Linked DNA regions of Mus musculus: region 2 is linked to region 1. Evidence: chromatin contacts called from public HiChIP or PLAC-seq data. All regions are on one chromosome and are shown on one strand. Each heading gives the region's core, a stretch centred on a gene start, on an enhancer-like site or on the middle of the called end of the contact. The rest is flanking DNA. Distances are from core to core; before and after follow the strand shown.

What was found. HiChIP or PLAC-seq counts read pairs in DNA pulled down with a chosen protein or histone mark.
Region 2: an H3K4me3 HiChIP or PLAC-seq map of bone marrow-derived macrophages shows a contact between it and region 1, with 2.2 times the contacts expected there. The contact joins the enhancer-like site here to the promoter of Nipa2 in region 1. A contact is called at or near these places in 6 of 39 promoter capture datasets (the C10 cell line, the HPC-7 cell line, hematopoietic stem and progenitor cells and 2 more), 1 of 484 Hi-C or Micro-C datasets (the HPC-7 cell line), 3 of 115 datasets of contacts at active chromatin or transcription factors (bone marrow-derived macrophages, embryonic stem cells and microglia) and 2 of 9 other capture datasets (adipose tissue and liver).

What each region holds. Positions count from the first base shown.
Region 1 is chr7:55,959,810-55,964,458 of GRCm38.p6, forward strand. It overlaps Nipa2 (non imprinted in Prader-Willi/Angelman syndrome 2 homolog (human)), which reads right to left and starts at 2,684. Exons shown (of 7, transcript NM_001256130.1): 1 at 2,391-2,684; 2 at 1,643-1,763. A230056P14Rik (RIKEN cDNA A230056P14 gene) reads left to right here and starts at 2,722. Exons shown (of 6, transcript NR_015495.2): 1 at 2,722-2,863.
Region 2 is chr7:56,129,026-56,133,674 of GRCm38.p6, forward strand. Herc2 (HECT and RLD domain containing E3 ubiquitin protein ligase 2) reads left to right here. Exons shown (of 93, transcript NM_010418.2): 24 at 2,144-2,314; 25 at 2,774-2,877; 26 at 3,397-3,547. Among named protein-coding and RNA genes, the nearest start is that of Herc2, 81 kb to the left of the region's middle. Within about 2 kb of position 2,751, at least 27 of the 459 cell types and tissues checked have an H3K27ac peak or open chromatin away from gene starts, as enhancers often do. A contact at or near this core is called in the HPC-7 cell line, bone marrow-derived macrophages and microglia, where this site is marked.

The DNA.
Region 1 (4,649 bases), core at 1,434-3,933:
AACAAGGGGATAGAGCCATGAAGAAAAACACAGACCAAAACTCTGGTCTTCATGAAAGTTACCTCCCAGACAGAAGCAAGGTAAAACAAGAAATAAAAGGGCACTGCAATGTGGTAAATGCCATGGTGAAAAATAATGCACACTAAGGCGCTAAGGGAGGAGGCCTTGATGAGGTAACACTGCGCAGACTTGAAAGGGATGGAAAAAGAACAAAGTGGCACTATAAACGCAGGCTCTACTTAAGAGCAGGTATGCTGTTTTCTGGGAAAGGAAAGATTACTATGGTTGAGTCTAAGTGAGCAAAGTTATGTGAGATACCACAGTAGAGTAACATTCCAACATTACATGTTAGACCACACAGGAGCCCTATAAGCAAGACACAAAGCCAAAAAATATGAACACACCTGCAATCCATTTATTCTTACTTAAAGTCCTCACAGAACTTTATACAAGTGTTAATTTCAAATTTATCTATACAAAATCAATACAACTAGCTATATACAAAATGTTATAGCTGGGAATGTTTTAATCTGAGATATGTGCTTAGTTCTACAATAAAGAAGTATGTAGAACTTTAGTTTGTCAAGTAGGGAGTTTTAAAGTCTCTAATACAATTTTTACTAACTATAACCTTCATGTTATACATTAAATCTCACAACTTACTCTATATACCTGTTACTTTGCATCCTTTGATGCAAGTCTCTCTTCAACCCACCATCACATGTCATGTCGCTCTACAGAGTTCTTGTGTCTACCACAACAAATGCCCTCAAATAAGTCAGATTTAGGTAAAGCTTTTTATATTTTCTATAGAAAAAAATTGGGTACTATTTAATCATATGTGACTCATTTTATATCTTCACAGAGCTTCAAAGTCAGTAGAACTGCTTTCCTTACATCAAAGGGCTACCACTTCAAACAATATCAGAGGATAGTGTTATTTCTCCTTGACAGCCACAGAAAACACATCTCAGAATGTTAGGCACTCATGAGAGGATCACTCAGAAAAGAGATTGGCTCTACTAATCCTGACTGCCATATCATCTTAAAATGTTAGAACTGAAGGGTCTCCTTATGGAGTCCAGGCTGGCCTTGATCTTGAAATCATCCTGTCCCAGCCTCCGGAGTGCTGGAATTACAAGCTTGTATCACCATACCTGGCTGTAAAAGTTCAGCTCTTAAGTCTACTTCTACATAATGTTTACTACTATCTAAAGCTTATAGCAGTCTCAGCTTCAGGTTTAGCTCATTTTTCTTGTGTGTGCACACCTAGTAGTGGTATTTCCCGTATCTGTGAAAAACTAAAGAAAACAACATTATCAGTCATTCTCCACCTTATTTTTCCTGATGGGGCCTCTCAATCAACCTAAAGTTTACTGACTCAACAAGACAAGCTAGACAAGAGGTGGGCAGGAACCTCCGGGCAGTGGTGGCGCATGCCATTAATCCCAGCACTAGGGAGGCAGAGGAGGCCAGCCTGGTCTACAGAGTGAGTTCCAGGACAGCCAGGACTACACAGAGAAACCCTGTCTCTATAAAAATCAAAACAAAAAACAACCAAACAACCAAACAAAAAAATACTACAGAACCTAATCTCCGATCTAACTTAGCAATACTGTTAGAAATTAAAATTTTAACTTACATGTAAGTTTAATATGGTCTTTCTTTTAAAAAACAGAGATGATTTATTCATTCTCATTTTCTTGGAAACGCTATCCTTTATTCCCATTTAAAGTATTTAACCACGGCAGAGTAGTTCCACCCTGGAAAGAAGAAAATATGGAAGTAGGTGAAAGGACAGAAAATTACTAAATACTTAGATATATAGTTACTGGCCTTCCTGTTCTTTCACTTAGTAAGTACTGTAAGAGCTTCTACATACAGCTTACTGGAATGAAAAACGTCAAATCTCAGACTTCCTCTTTTAACTTTAAAAATAATTAATATGGTATCAAACGGGCACATGATATAGAATCTAAAGAAACTGCACTCAAGACCACTCCTAAACTAAATGCCTTGCCATTATCGTAGAGAAATCAAAGAAGCAGGAACCCCAAACCCTGCATTTTGTGTAAACCCTATTAAGTGCCAGGGAACTGAGTCAAGCAAGCTCAAAACGTTACAGCAAGCCGAAACCATCTTCTGAAAACTCACGAAGGCAAATAAAACTGATATGCAGAACTTAACGAGTACGCGACCGGACAGGGCCAACCAGCCAGACTTCTGCCGGATTGAATGGCAATCAATCCGACTCACTGCGGATCACCAGGGAAGCTGCGTCCACCCCAGAACACGCGAAAAAGCAAGTCGCCCCGGGGCCCTTCTCCGACCTCAGGCGGCCGACACAGCCCGCAGCTCCGCCCTGGAGCTCGCTTACAGGAAGTAGCTACCTTAGGGCCGTCGCAGGCCGGCGGGCGACTCGGCTCCCTCCGGGACGCGACCCCGGTGCCCGCTCAGACCCCCACGCAGGCAGCTCGCTCCTGCGCGCACACAGCCACCGTCTCCGGCGACGTCCCGCGGGAAGTTCGTGCATCCGAGACTGCAGTGAGCGCCGCCTCCTCCATGGGAGAGCCGAGAGGAGCCTACCTCGGACAGCCTTCGGCCGCACCGCGGCCAGCACCAGAAGAGCCGCCGAGAACCTGCCGGGAAACCTGGGCGCAGACTAGTGACGTAAACCGCGCGCGCTGGGCAGGCACAGCTCAGGCCCCGCCTCCGCAAGGCTCTTCGCCCCGCCCTGACAGCGAGCCGGAGGAGCCGTACCTTCTAAGGTCATCTTTGCTCACCTACTCATCAAAAATCCAGCCCTGTTATTTAAAATCCGATTTCCTGGGAGTCTTCACGTGGGACCTTTGGGATGGAGGAGGTGGGTTTGACCGCAAAGGGCGGAAGTGGGCGGGACAAGGAGGCAGGTTTCCAGGGAAGAGACAGTAAAGCTTGTGGAGGAGGACCTTGTGATTTGGACAAGAGATCTTTTCCACGAGATGCACAGGAAACAAAGTAATAGCTTTTTCTCGGCTGCTTTTGCTTTGAAAAGACCATTGAAGGCTGCTGAAAATCCTTGTTTACAGGATATGTTACTCCAAGAACATTTGTTTGGGTGTGTTTGGGAGGGAGATCCTTGTAAAATGAATTATACATTTATTGAAACATTAAAAACAGCACTGTAGTTTTCCTATCTCCTATGCTAATGCTTTGGACGTGATGGTCTAAAACATTGAGGGAGTGGCTAAGTAGCTAATTTAAAAGCTACTCTGCTGTGAACTTGACAACCAGATACCCAAGTGTCTTAGAACTGGCTCTTGAGGACTTATTTTGCTCAATTTTTAGGGTAGGCTAATTTCTAGATGACATGCAAGTGGGACTTTGATGATCAGGTAAATACAGAATGACTCCAATTTTTCCACCTTTCCATGTGTCCACAAATTTTACAGTACCTGCATCTCCACTCTCCCTGAATCTGCATTGGCTGGGGGAATGGTATTGAGCAAAGAAAAATGCAATGAAACTTGATAAGAAGCCCGGACTGGTGGGCAGGAGGGAATAATGGAGAACAAATGTAGTACAATGTAGACCAGGAACAAAGCCACCATACTGACTTCCTTCCTGGCTAACTCAGAATTGCTGGCAAGGGTCAGGTTGGTTCACATCAGCAAAACTGCCCCACTGACCCATCGGCCTAAAAGAAAGAATAAGTGATTGCCACCTCATTTTGGTTTAAATTGATAGGCAGCAATAACTTAACTGATAAAGATGGCAACAGACATCTCCAAAGACCTGTTGATTATCATAAAGGCACTGGTTGGTTCATTTGAACAGGTGTGTGCCGTATGTGGGATCAGCATTGTAATTTAACCGTGGTAGAGAATTATCTTGTGGCACCTCCCTCTCCCTTCCCTTCCTCCTTCTCACTCCCTCCTCCCCATTGTCCTAAACATCCAAGGTACAGATCCTTCTCATCCATCTGCTTTCATCATTACAATCCTTTAGCTACTGTCACACTCATTATCTGGTCCTCCAAGCCAGTACTCACATCACACAGTGGAGTGAGTGTGGTGTGTGTGTGTGTGTATGTGTGTGTGTGTGTGTGAGTGCCTATTTAGTATGCTGCGGGCTCCTTAAATGCGCAAATCATTTTTCTAAGTCATAATGTTCCATATCTAATATTGTGTGACTGTTCAAGCAGTGATCATGGGTACCTTTAAAGTTTTAAAATCTAATTTTTGTAGGCCCTTAGGAGACAGAAACAGCAGGATTGCCACAAATTGAAGACTAGCCTGAGCTACATACACATTTTCAGGGAAGCTTGGTTACAGCGTGAGACATTGTTTCCAAAGGAAAACAAAACAAAAGAAAAGTTAAATAATATTGTAATTCTCATATGTTCCTGATGGAATTTAAACTAGCACAACCTTGGGAAATGGACTGACAGCTTCTACAAAAGTTGAATATAGTTAAACATGGTAGCAGATACCTTTAATTCCAGCACTTAGAAGGCAGAGTTCAACCCAGTCTGGTCTACACAGGAAGTTCCAGGACAGATAGGGCTATATAGACAGATGGTGTCTCAAAAAAAAAAAAAAAGCTAAACATACTACAACCATATGACCCAACTGTTTAAGTTATCTATCAAAAAGAAATGAAAACATTCA
Region 2 (4,649 bases), core at 1,501-4,000, 170 kb after region 1:
TCCCCTCCCCTTTCTCCCCCCCCCCACTTTCCCTTTCTTTCATGGCCCACTGCATTTAATTAGTGTTGCCTTCTTGAGTGTTGGTAGGGAGCTGTTACTTAAGACAAAGGCCATAAGTGGCTGCACTATTGAGTAATATGTAATATGTAATATGCTCTCTCAGCAGCTACTAATTGCATTAACTGCTCTGGGAGAGATGGGGCCTTATGAACCAATTCCACACCCATGATGTTCTGTTGATAGGCCCAGTTTTGTGCATGTATCCCCACTTCTGAGAGTTCATGGATATAACAGTCAGGCATATCTAGAAGATACTTTCACAGCACTCCTCTCCATTCTGTCTCTTATCCCATTTCTATCTCCCCTGCCACCTGAGGAGTAAAGGTGGGGGGCATTATATATGTCCTGGTTAGGACAAACACTCAACAGTCACTCAAAACCATCTTTAAAAAAACTTTTGTGTTATATCTATATATCTATATCTATACACACACACACACACACATATACACACATATACACATATACACACATATATATGTGTGTGTGTGTGTGTGTGTGTGTGTGTGTATATATATATATATATATATATATATATATATATATATATATATATATATATATATATGCATATGCAGCACACACGCATGCGAAGACTAGCTCTGTGTTTGCTGGTAGGGAAAGCTGTTTCATCTGTCTAGGTTAAGTATGGAAACATGCCAAGGCTGTTACAAACACTGCCTTATCTGGGAAGGTGCCCTCTCCGGGATGAATGCTTATTACCATTTTATTATCAAGTAAACATTTGCTCCTGAACAGTCTAGTTTTTAATTTTATCTGTCCTTGGACCTCACATGAATGAAGTTGTACAGTTATATCTTTGGGTCTGCCTTCTTTTCCTCAGCATTGTGTCTCTTAGCTTCATGTCACAATCAAGTTCTATTTTTACTACTATATGCAATATACCATCATTTGCCCATTCCCTTACTTACTAATTCTACTTGCTCATTCCAGGTTTAGGTTACAGCAAGTTTTGGCTTATACAGTGTTGTGTTCCTTGGTGGAAGTGCTGGTTTCTTTTCATTTGCAGATGATAGTTACTGTAAAATGACACTTTTTTTGTAGCTACTGTGCTAGCTTTCATCTCCATTACTCAGTTTGAGGATTTTTGTACTCCTGCATCAGGACCTGGCACTTGTCCTTTTTGGTGGATATACTGCTGTATTTTGCTGTGGCTTCCTTTTTTTTCCTCCCTCTGTTTTTGGTGGTAAGGATGAAACCCAGGATCTTGTACACCCTTGGCAAAAATTTTACTACTAAATTATATCCTAGTTTTTATAAATTTTTTTCAGATATTATTCAGGTTTAATATACTTCTACATGTGTGTTAACCAGGTGAGCATTCTCTTTGCAAAGTGTCAACTCAAGTCTTATTCACATTTTTCTTCTTTTTAAAGTAATTATATACTTTGCATCCAATAAGCCTTTGGCTTTATTTCTTGAAGAATTTTTTTCTTCTCACACTGTTTTCTGATGAACAAAAATGAATATTAATGTCATCAATTTTTTAATCTTTTTCATTTTTCATTGTGCCTGAGATGGGGATGATTCAGGGGGTAAAGTATTTGCTATGCAAGTTTGAGGATGGAGTTTGTATCTCCATCATTCACAGTTAAAAAAGCCTGGTGGTATCCAGATGTGAAGGTGCATATCCTTAATCCTCCATACTTGAGAGGCAGAAATCTGGGTTTTAGGCCAGCCAAGGCTATATAGTGATATGAAATCCTGTCTCAAACCCAAAAAGAAAAGGCGAAAAAAAAAAAGCCTGGTGGGTGTAATCCCAGCTTCTAGGAGGTGGATATGGGAACCATTTGGGCAATCTGACTAGTCAAACTAGCCAAAATAGCTCTAGACTCAGCAATAAGTAATAAATTTGGTTGATTTTGATCTAAGAAGACAACAGACAACATAATCCACCTCTTGCTGCCTTTCACCTATGCATACATGGATTAAAAACACAACACACTATAATCGTGCAAAAAAAGGTCTTTTCCTACTCAAGTTTTCATCTGTATTATGTTTTAAAAGATTTATTGTTGAGACATTTGATCTGATGACTGATGTTTGGTTTCTATTTCTTTAGAGTCATTTTTCACTGGTCAGAACTGTAGAAATAATGAGGAGGTAACACTGATACGCAAAGCTGATTTGGAGAACCATAATAAAGATGGTGGCTTCTGGACTGTAATTGATGGAAAAGTATATGGTATAAAAGACTTTCAGACACAATCCTTAACAGGAAATAGTATACTGGGTAAGGCTTTTTTACTTTTTATTCCATTGTTAAAAATTGCATTATGTGTGATTTTAAGTAAAGTCCACAGTTTATGAATAAGTTGTTAAATTTAGCCCCAGGTTTAACAAAATCTGGGACTTTGGTTCTGGCTTCACAACAAGTTTAGGTTCAAGTTGAAGAATTTCTCATCATCAAGCTTTTCTTCCTGTTGTTTTTTTATTTTTTGAGATAAGAGTTTTCTCCGTGTAGCTCTTGGCTGTCTTGGAATCTTGTAGACCAGGCTGGCCTTGCACTCAGAGATCTGCCTGTCTCTTTTTCCCCAAGTACTTTGTAGAACTTGAGTTGCCCGAGGCAAGCGTGGGAGAGTGGCAGATTCTTCCGAGACAGCGACCCAGACTCACTTCCTGTCTTCTGTCTATGAACTAGAGCTGTGCAAGCTGCACTGAACTCATACTGCTCTTCCCCTTTTTGTTTTAGCTCAGTTTGCAGGGGAAGATCCAGTGGTCGCTCTGGAGGCAGCTTTGCAGTTTGAAGACACACAGGAATCCATGCATGCCTTCTGTGTTGGCCAGTATTTGGAGGTGAGGCTGTGGGCCTGCTTTGTGTGAAATAGAGGAGGTGCCCTTCTTAAGTGCCTGTTATGGTATGACTTTTTACTTAGTTATACTAATAGTTGGACATAAAATATTTATGTTGGCTTAGGATTTTTTGACAAATAAATTTGCATTTTATGTGTTAAGGTTTATTATATACAAGTTTGAAGAGTTAACAACATGCCAGAAATAGAGAAATGTTCAAAAAAAAAGAAAAGAAAAGACATTAAAGTTTGTCCTTACAGTTCGTTTGTCAATTTAGAATCTTTCCCCCAGGGTTCTCCTCTTATGCTCCAGAGCTGTTATTTGTTTTCTCCTGTTTGCTCTCTAGTGTTTTATATGCAGTTTGTTGGTTGCTATAACATAAACTCATTATGGGATGTGCTAACAAATACATTTTTGTTCTGATCGTGATAGACAATCTTAGGCACATAAGCTGCTGGGGTTTTTTTGATGTTGTAATTTTAATTAATTTTGTTTTCTGAACCAACAAATTAATTTTTCCAGCCTGACCAAGAAGTTGTTACCATACCAGATCTTGGAAGTTTGTCTTCACCACTGATTGACACAGAGAGGAACCTGGGCCTACTTCTTGGATTGCATGCTTCTTATTTAGCAATGAGCACACCACTATCTCCTGTGGAGGTTGAATGCGCCAGTAAGAACAAATTTATTTTTTGTTAACCAGTTTTACCAGTTTTATGGTACAGTACTTTGGACAGAAATGCCTAATGGGAAGAACATGCCAAGGAGGGCAGGAACCTTTAGAGTGGATGTCTGGAGACAGCAAGCTGGCCTCCATGCCTGCTAAGTTGCCTGTGAACTAGACTGTATTACTTGTATTCCTCCCTGAAACTTGTCATACATAGTAATGGAGGATGAGTTTCACATAAGTCAGCAAAGGAGGAGCTTGAAGACTCTAGGGTTAGATGAATGAAAGGCACTGTGCAATTCAGCTCAGAAGCTTGTCTTTGGGGGATAAAAGGTGCTTGCTAATTCTTTCTATAGCACAAGGTGATTAGGGCACCTCAGCTTGTGTTTTAGAAGAATTGATACAGCCATTTGTGAAAGTTCCCTAGCACTTCAAATCTAGATATCCAATAAGAGCACTGAAAGCATCCCAAATTTGATTGCTGGAGTGATTAGCAGATTAGATTAGATTTACTAATAAATTAGGTCCTCAGTGAAAGCCTGCAGTAATGTTCCTGCTACTAATTTTCTAGTGGGGTTTCCTTCAGTGAGACATAAGCAGCTATAATTAATACTCCTAACTCCCACAACAAAAGGTATATATATTCCTGTCAGACTTACCTGATCCTGCATCTTACATGCTACAGTACACACAGCTCTCCTTTCCAGTCTTTTGCTTTCCTATTAGTAAGATTTTTTTTTTTGATGATGATTGTGGGTTTGTTAAAATATTGTCTTGTTTCTTTAGTTTTATGAACAATCCAGATTGAAGATGGTTTTTATAGAAACTTTTCAGGCATGCTGTCTCTTGTCCGCATGCTCAGTATCTTTGTCTTATTCTAGAACTCAGAATGCTCAGTTGTCACTTCCTCTTCCTTTAGCACAGTGGTGATTTTCTGCCTTCATGCCCTTGATATGCCTCTGCTGTCTTCCCTTCACAACTGGAGTTGAGTGCTGAGCTCTGTAAGGGGAGCTTTTGTTGTGGTACCCGAGTCTTCAGATGGTGTGTTCCCTTAACAGATCCTAAGTAAATCCAAGTAGCGTGACTCACAGGCCCATTCGGCTACATT